Regions from separate parts of the Mus musculus genome. Here regions 1 and 3 are each linked to region 2. Evidence: chromatin contacts called from public promoter capture Hi-C data. All regions are on one chromosome and are shown on one strand. Each heading gives the region's core, a stretch centred on a gene start, on an enhancer-like site or on the middle of the called end of the contact. The rest is flanking DNA. Distances are from core to core; before and after follow the strand shown.

Region 1 (2,700 bases), core at 194-2,693, about 21 Mb after region 2:
CCTGAGGCCCTTCCCACTCCCCACCACTCCTCTACTGAAGCCTTCAAGCTACCTTGATAAGGAAGACACCCAACAGGTTCCACAGGTCAGGGTAGGATGCAACTTTCCCGCAGGACCATTCTTGGGCAGACACCAAGAAGCCAGGTTGCTTGCCTAGGGATAAAAGGAGTCTGGAGGGTGTGTGCACCACTGCTCAATCCAGAACCTCTGCTAGAGGTGAAAGACGGCCAAATTCCAAATGTAGACACTAAAACTCCTTTGGAATTCACCACTACAACCCTACCTGTACACAGGCCAACAACACAACAGCAAACCTCCACCGTCAGCACTACAACAAAGGCCAGACTCTACACCGCACTCAGTATGTCCCAGGCATTGTACAAGGCATTTCACCTGTATTATTTCACAGTCCGTTTAGCCTTTCCATCAACACTCTGATGAGCGCCATTTATCCCTTTGTACAGAAGGAAAAGTCTCATCCTTAACAGGTTCAGTTTCCCAGACTAGGCCATCACATCTCCTCCTCTAGAGGAGCCCGTTGCCACGGTAACAAATGAGATGAGGCACGATCAATCACACACTGGCACACACTCACAAAGCCATTGTCATCTGATGGCTCACTGTATCTCTAGACTTTGATAAATAACTTCATCAGCCTCTCTCTCTCACACACACACAAACACACCCGCCAACACTCTCACACCAGCACAGCTAGTGACATAGAGATACTCAGAACTGTGTGCCCACACCCTTGGGCCCCTCTAGCCTGCGGTGGCCTCCTTTCCCACTAGGACCTGTACAGTCACCTGTCCCTGGGCCCCACAGGCCGAGTGCCCTCAGACTATGATAAACAGCTCCATCAGTCTATCACACTCACACACAAGTACAACCGAGATGCTCAGAACTCTGTTCCTACATCCACTAGCGGCCCCTTGTAGTGTCTTCCTTTACACAGGGCACACTGGTCACATCACGCAGTTGGTGGTATTCGCACCTGTTTCTTGGGGCTCACAGGCCTAGTCGGTCTCTCCCTCTCCCTTCCCCCCTCCCACTTCCCTTCTCCCGCGCCCCCCTTCCACTTCTCTTCTCTCGCGCACACACATATACACACGTGGAGTCTCCTGAAGGATTCTCATACTGTGTTCACCCCACAACAAACAATATACGCCAAGCATACACGAAGCTTCAGGCGTGCACCCGAATCAACTCAGATCACCAGAGCGACCCACGCAAACAGGTCTCTGTCTCTCTCTGTCTCTCTGTCACACACACACACACACACACACACACACACACACACACACACACACACACACGCTATCAATCATTCCCACTGAAGGAAGGCTCGCAGTCACCAGACCCCCTCACCTGTCTCCCTGCTGCGTCCTCCGTCTCACAGCTGCCACAGAACTGCTAGCAACAGAGCTCCCGCGCCTGCGCACTCGCCTCCCAGACCCCCAGGGATCCCTTCAGGGCCTCTCCCCGGTCCCCCCGCCCCTCCAGAAGGACGCAGGCCAGTGCGGCCCCGCCCCCAGGGCTTCCCCCGGAGCGCGGAGCCACGCCCCCTGACACGCAACTAGACGCTGCAGTCGCAGAACCCCGGAGACAGCGCGAGGCCACGCCCTCAATAATTTGGTTGGCTATTCTGCCGACCCGTGTGCGCCCTCCTACGCTAAGCGCTTTTCTAAGGGGTTCGGCCAAGCTCCCGTTAGAGTCCATTCAGCATGCGTCCTTTCCGGGATGCTTCTCCTAGCGTTCCACACCTCGGACTCACTGGGCTTCCACGCGCCTTACGCCGTGCGCAACCGCGAGCTTGTACCGCCAACCTCAGGCTTTGGCAAGAGACTAAGGATATCCACGCCCAAAAGGGTGTTTCCATCCTCGTTGTCGCCTGTCTGGAGACCTTGTGACCCTCAGAGGAGAGGACAGAGTTTCTTCTGTGGCTGTTTAGAAAGCCATGGGGGAAACGATGGGCACGTGAGAAGAGGAGCGTTCCACCTTGGAGTCTGATTGAAGACTCTCCACAGCACAATTCAACACTTATAAGGCCGTACTCCCTCCCAAACTATAAACCTGAAATTTTCTAGGAACTCAGTATAAATCTCACGTAAAGGGGAAAGGCCTGCCCTAAACCTCTTGAGCAACCCTAATGATTTCTGGTCCTACCTTATCAAATTATAACTCCATTCAAGCCACTTCCGGAGTCACTTTACATCTCACCAAGTAGAAAGAGAATAGGGGTAATACTTGAGGAAACCCTAGGCTCAGTGAAGGACAAGGAATGACTCTCGGGTCGCACAGCAATCACCAGGATAAGGGTAGACTAGACACCAGACCCTGTTATGGCATCCCTTAGCAAGAACACAGTCATTGGTGTGTGCACAAGTGAAATGCTGTCAGCTGCACAATTCAGTATACCCAACCTGCGTATAAATATAAGTGCCTAGAGAAAGGGAAGTGACTCATTTAGATCTTCAGTCAAGACAGTGATGAGCGTCAACTGTGACATCTGAATGGTCATGTGGGAAACAACGGCACTACTGAGCAAACACAGCATTTCATTTCACCGATGGGAAAACTGAGGTTCCAAGCACATTGGACCTTACCTGAGGCCCCAGAAATAGGAAGTAGGAGGGAAGCACAGAGGTTAAGTTCTACACATCATTTCTCTAAAGGGGAAACCAAGAGACTGAGAGAGCC
Region 2 (2,700 bases), core at 124-2,623:
CTGGCAGCCCGCCTGGGCTATTTCCCCAGTAGCATTGTCCGGGAGGACCTGACTCTGAAACCTGGCAAAATTGATATGAAGACCGATGTGAGTGTCTTGGGGGTGGAGGTGGGAGTAGGATGATAGTTCCTTTATTTGCTTACCTGTTTATGAGAAGTAATTATTTTTGTTGTTGGTATGTACCCAAGCTGGCCTCAAAATCACTAGCCTCCAGTTTCAGCCTCCTGAGGGCTGCTGAGTTTACAGGCCCTGCCCAGTGCTGAGTGATCTCTAATTGGGAAATGGCAGAGGGTGCAGTACTGGAAGCTAATGTGTTCATTTCTGGGTGATCAAACCTAGTCCTTGCAGCTATAACTTTGTTAGAACCACTAGGCGCATTGCAATGTCATCACTGGTTGGTTTTCTATCTACTCTTTTTCAGCAATGGGATTTCTACTGCCAGTGAGCTCAGCCTACCGCTATCCCTGCAGTTACCCTTCCGGCTCTATGCAAATACAGCAGCCAATGGCAAACTATTTGTCTCTTTGGTTTTTGGGGTTGGGTGGGTATGTGCAAAGAATGTTTCACGGGTTTCTGAATATAGCCAATTAATGCCCTGAATGTTGTAACGTCAGTGGCTACTAGGCAGAATTTCACTTTGCAAGCCCTTTGCTCCAAGGTAAGGTTTGGGACCCCCAAGCAAGGGGGTAAACAGTACAATATATGTACGCTTTCCTCTCTTTTAAAGGGAGTTGAATCATTGGTATGAGCCAATAGATCCCGAGAAGCGCATAGAACGTACAGTTTTTTTGTTTTGTCTTTGTTTTGAGGGTTTCTCTATGTAGGCCCTGACTGTTCTGAAACTCACTATGTAGACCAGGTTGGCCTTGAACTCAGCGATACATCTGCCTCTGCTTCCTGAGTACTGGGGTTGAAAGCATGCGCGACCCCAGAGCCCGACCAACAGAGGTTTTTCTTGTAGATAGGGATAAATGTGCGCGTGTCCTCAGCTTTCCTCTTTCCGGTCTATGGGGTTAGAAATTACACTCAGCAGCCTGAGATCCATTCTTCCAACTCTGTCCATCCTGCCCTTGCTCCTTCTTGGCATTCTTGTCCCCGCCCCGTGCCTACGTATAACCAATACGGAGTCTAGTCTCTGCTCCCCGATATTTGACCAAATCCGTTCCACCGCTAGGGCAGCATCTCTGCCTCCGCCCTCTCCCACTTGCTCCACCAATCGCTCTTCTATGTCACGCCCCTTTTGACTCGGCCCCTCTCATGCCACCAATCCGCGCCGCTTATCCCGCCCACTGCCTCCTGAATCCACCAATCACTGCGTTGGGCGAGCGTGGCCTGGTATCCGCAGCTCCGGAGGCTCGCGCGGGAGGGGGGGGGGCGGTGAAGGCGGAAGTGGCGGCGCCGGGTCCAGAAGTGGAAAGGAGCTGAGGCTGCAGCCCGAGTGGAGCGGCTGCCAGCCGAGGAACAGGCGCGGCTGCGGCGCCATATTGCGGCCCTCAGCGGTCGCCACTGAGCCATGGCCGAGACCTACGGTGAGGCTGATGGGCCGAAGCAGGGGGGGCTGGGCCCGTAGTGGATGTGGATGTGGAAGTGGGGCGGGGCTTTCTGGTCAGGTGGGCGGGGTCTGCCCGGATACGGGGCAGGGCTAAGTGGGTCTGGGGCTGAGCTAATCGATTTGGGTGGAGCTTGAAGAGGCCGCTGTACGGGTTAAAAAGATCTAGGGCGGGATTTAAGGGACCTAGTCTTGGTAGATTAGGGTAGGGGGTAGGCCTTGAAGAGGGAAGCAAGCCTTCCTGGGCGGAGCATGAGTGGATAGGGCGGGGCTGACGGTGACCAGCAAGGGTCAGGTTTTATGGACTACAGAGAGAGCCTCACAGATGCTGTGCACCCTGCACACTCTGTGGGCTGATCTGGTTTGAGAGGGCTGGAGTGATGTTCTTGAGTTATAGATTTGAAACTTAGCGTCAAGAAATGCGGCATAAGTTTAAGGATAGAGGCCAGGGGTTCTGGACAGAGGATGGGGAGACAAGGTTCAGAGTTAGGCAATCAGTATGGATGTACAGTGTCAGGTGGGTAGAGGTAGGTTGGAAGGCAGTAGAAATCTCTGACGACAATCAGAGACAGCTCCATTCATTGAACACTCATAGAAAAGCCACAGAATCTGGTGCACACTTACCAGAGGAGGTAACCAGTTTAGGACATAGGCCCAACGTCAGAGGCCTTGACAGAGTGAATGAGTGAGAGGGGGTAGGAGGTGAAGTGAAGAGGAATGGAGGTCAGATTTAATTCTTGTTGAAATGGCTTTTGAAATGCATCAGGTAAGGTCTTGCATTGTGGAGACCTTTAGTTTGGGTTTGTAGCTTAGCTGTGCCTAGCTGTGTAGTCTTGCTTTCGTCAGTTAACCTCTCTGGCCTCATTTTCCTAGTCTGGAAAGTAGAAGTCCTTAGTATACTTCCTTCTTTCCTTTTTAAATATTTATTTAATGTATATGAGTACATTGTAGCCGTATTCAGAGCCACCAGAAGAGGGCATTGGATCCCATTATAGATGGTTGTAAGCCACCATGAGGTTGCTGGGAATTGAATTCAGGACCTCTGGAAGAGCAGTCATTGCTCTCAACTGCTGAGCCATCTCTTGAGCTGTATAATTTTATCTTTAGAGCTTTATTTATGATTAAATGAGTCTTTAGGACTGTGATGGGCA
Region 3 (2,700 bases), core at 100-2,599, about 22 Mb after region 2:
ACCCTAGCCAGGACTTCTCAACCTCACCAGCACAGAGATTTGGAGACAGGTCATTCTTTGTCAGAGGGGCTGTCTAATAAATGGATGGGTGTTCATCAGGATTCCTGACTCAATAGGATGGATGCCACTGGTAACAAAACACAGTGCCAGCTTGACCCTTCCCTAGTAAATCCTGAAGTCAGTACTGCAGTGACAGTACCCCAGGACAGTCCCATCAACATATAAGTCTCTTACTGCTTGTTCTACTCTGTCAATGTTCACATCATCCAAACAGAGAACCTCTGCTTCGTTCGATCGATCGTTCTCTGATGCATCCATCACCCACCAAAACATCAGGAGAGAGCATGCTCAGTAAAGACAGTCTGAGTGAAGAGAGGGAGGCACCCCCTTTTGACAGGTTATAAAGGATTTCTTTTTCAAAGGGCAATAGGCTATGAAGGATTGTTTTTTTAAAGGGCTGTTGTTCCTTTTGGCGTGTAGGTGACAAATGAGGTTCAGAAACTGTCTGTGCCTCTGAGGCCATATCTTTTAACACAAGAGGCCCAACGGAACAGGGACCCATCTTAGCAGTGAGAGTGCCCTTTAAGCGTCTGGGCTTTACGAGGAAGCTCTTGGGGTTTGGGATGTAGCTCGGTTATTAAGGGTTAATGACTGGCATGCACAAAGCTCTGGGTTCTTGTCACAGTACACCATAGAACTGGGCGTGGTGGCACAGGCAGGCCTGTAATCCCAGCGCGCAGATGAAGGCAGCAGGATCGTAAATTTAAGGTCATTGTCAGCTATACAGTGAGTCTGACGGCATCCTAAGCTACATGAGGTTTTATCTGGGAGGGAAAAAAGATCTCTTTGTTCAGATAGTCTAGGGACCAGCAGAATTATGAAACTTTTCCTTCAATGTTTGGGAAACTATCACCCGCTTTTAAGGAAATAACCCCCTTTTAGGAGAAAGGGGAGAAGGGAAAGGGCAGGAAGCTTTGCAAAAATGCAGCTAAACACACTGTCCTTACCCCTTTAAGAGGGCGGAGCCGGCCTAACAGATTAAATATCGGAGGCGAAATAGCGACCTTCCCTTTAAGGTACCCCTTCCGGTTTCCCGCTCGCCGTTCTCCAAACGACTCCGCCCTCCGGCCCTTCCCCCACCGCGCCCTCCGGTCTCTCACCTGTGGCCCCGGTCGGGGAGGGGGATCAAGGAGAACCCCAGGGCCTTCCCGCGGGGGCTGACGGGAAGCGGGGCCCGGCACAGCGCTGCGGGACCCGCGGCCCGGGAGGGGGCGGGGGCGCGCTCCCTCCCCACGGCCCCCGGCGCGAGGCACTCAACCTTTATCGGCGGCCTCTCGCGCACACAAACCCCGCCGCCGCCGCCTTCGTGCGTCATGACGCAACGCGCCAAGCCCGGCCCGGCCCCACCCACTGCTGGGGTTCGCCAGATGCAGAATCCCGGGGGTCCAAGCCTCAGGCCCGTGGTGTACACGCAGACCCTGTTCCCTCGTGCTGGGAAGGAAACTGAGGCACTCAACCTTCCTGCATGGCCTGGGATGGCCTGGGTCTCGGGAGTCTGAGTTGCCCCTACAAGCCTGCTTTTTTTCCCCTGCCTGCTGGTATCTGGGGCCAAGCTTGCTTTCTGAGCCTGTGCTGAGACTTTCGGATAGATTATTTTTGTTGTCTTAATTGTTTTTTGTTTTTGTTTTTTACTTTTTGAGACAATGGGCTCTTGTAGGCTCATGTAGCACGGGCTGGCCTTGAATTTTTTTTTTTTTTTCCGAGACAGTCCTGGAACTCTGTAGACCAGGCTGGACTCGAATTCAGAAATCCTCCTGCCTCTGCCTCCCAAGTGCTGGGATTAAAGGTGTGCGCCACCACTGCCCGGCTGCCTTTTTCTTAAGATCTATTTATTTTTACCTTCTCTGTATATGTGAGTTCCCACATGCATGTCTGTGCACCCCATGTGTGCCTGGTGCCTGAGGAAGCCAAAACAGAGTGTCAGATCCTTTGGAGCTAGAGTTACAGGGCAGTTGTGAACTGTCTGGTGTGGTCCCAAGGAACCGAAGCCCAGTCCTCTGTAAAACTAGCAGTTGTTCTTAACTACAAAGCTATCACCCCAGCCCTAACTTAGAGGGCTGGTGAGATGGCTCAGACTGATGGTACTGATGCTCGCTGCCCAGTGAAGCCATAGAGGAGTCTTAATCCAGCAACATGGCTATTGTGGCTGGAACACAGATATGACCTTAGTACACACCTTTAATTCCAGGAGACAGAGGCAAGCAGATCTCTTTGAGTCCAAGGCCAGCCTGGAATAGAGCAAGTTTCAGGTAAGGAAAAGCTTAGGACCAGGTTTGGTGGTGCATGCCTTTAATCCCAGCACTCAGGAGATAGAGGCATGTAGATCTCTGAGTTCTAGGCAACCAGTTCAGTTGAATCAGTGAGTTGAGAGGCTATGCAGAGGAGTTCAGAGGTAGTTTTCATAGAGATGGTTTTATAGAGACAAGTTGCAGGTGAAGACACAATGAGCCAGAGAATAAAAAGAAGCCAAATTAGAACAGATTTCTAGAGTTAGTTTGAGGTCAAGCAGAGCAATTCAGTCAGAAGCTGAGAGAATCAGTCACTTTGGAGAGGTGTTTAGGCCAGAGAAGCTGAGTTGAACCAGCCAGCCAGAATTCAGAAAGAGCTAGAAAGGGTGAGTTTATTCAACAGTAGACATCA

The links. Promoter capture Hi-C pulls out the DNA fragments that hold promoters and counts their contacts.
Region 1: a contact with region 2 is called in a promoter capture Hi-C map of pre-B cells. The contact joins the promoter of Zfp667 here to the promoter of Rab4b in region 2. A contact is called at or near these places in 3 of 39 promoter capture datasets (cranial neural crest, maxillary cranial neural crest and pre-B cells).
Region 3: a contact with region 2 is called in a promoter capture Hi-C map of pre-B cells. The contact joins the promoter of Zfp628 here to the promoter of Rab4b in region 2. A contact is called at or near these places in 4 of 39 promoter capture datasets (cranial neural crest, frontonasal cranial neural crest, maxillary cranial neural crest and 1 more).

Annotation. Positions count from the first base shown.
Region 1 is chr7:6,285,323-6,288,022 of GRCm38.p6, reverse strand. It overlaps Zfp667 (zinc finger protein 667), which reads right to left and starts at 1,443. Exons shown (of 5, transcript NM_001024928.2): 1 at 1,369-1,443.
Region 2 is chr7:27,177,556-27,180,255 of GRCm38.p6, reverse strand. Rab4b (RAB4B, member RAS oncogene family) reads left to right here and starts at 1,373. Exons shown (of 8, transcript NM_029391.2): 1 at 1,373-1,529. The coding sequence starts at 1,514. It overlaps Mia (melanoma inhibitory activity), which reads left to right. Exons shown (of 4, transcript NM_019394.3): 3 at 1-87; 4 at 422-515. The coding sequence ends at 445.
Region 3 is chr7:4,913,866-4,916,565 of GRCm38.p6, reverse strand. It overlaps Zfp628 (zinc finger protein 628), which reads right to left and starts at 1,349. Exons shown (of 3, transcript NM_170759.2): 1 at 1,161-1,349.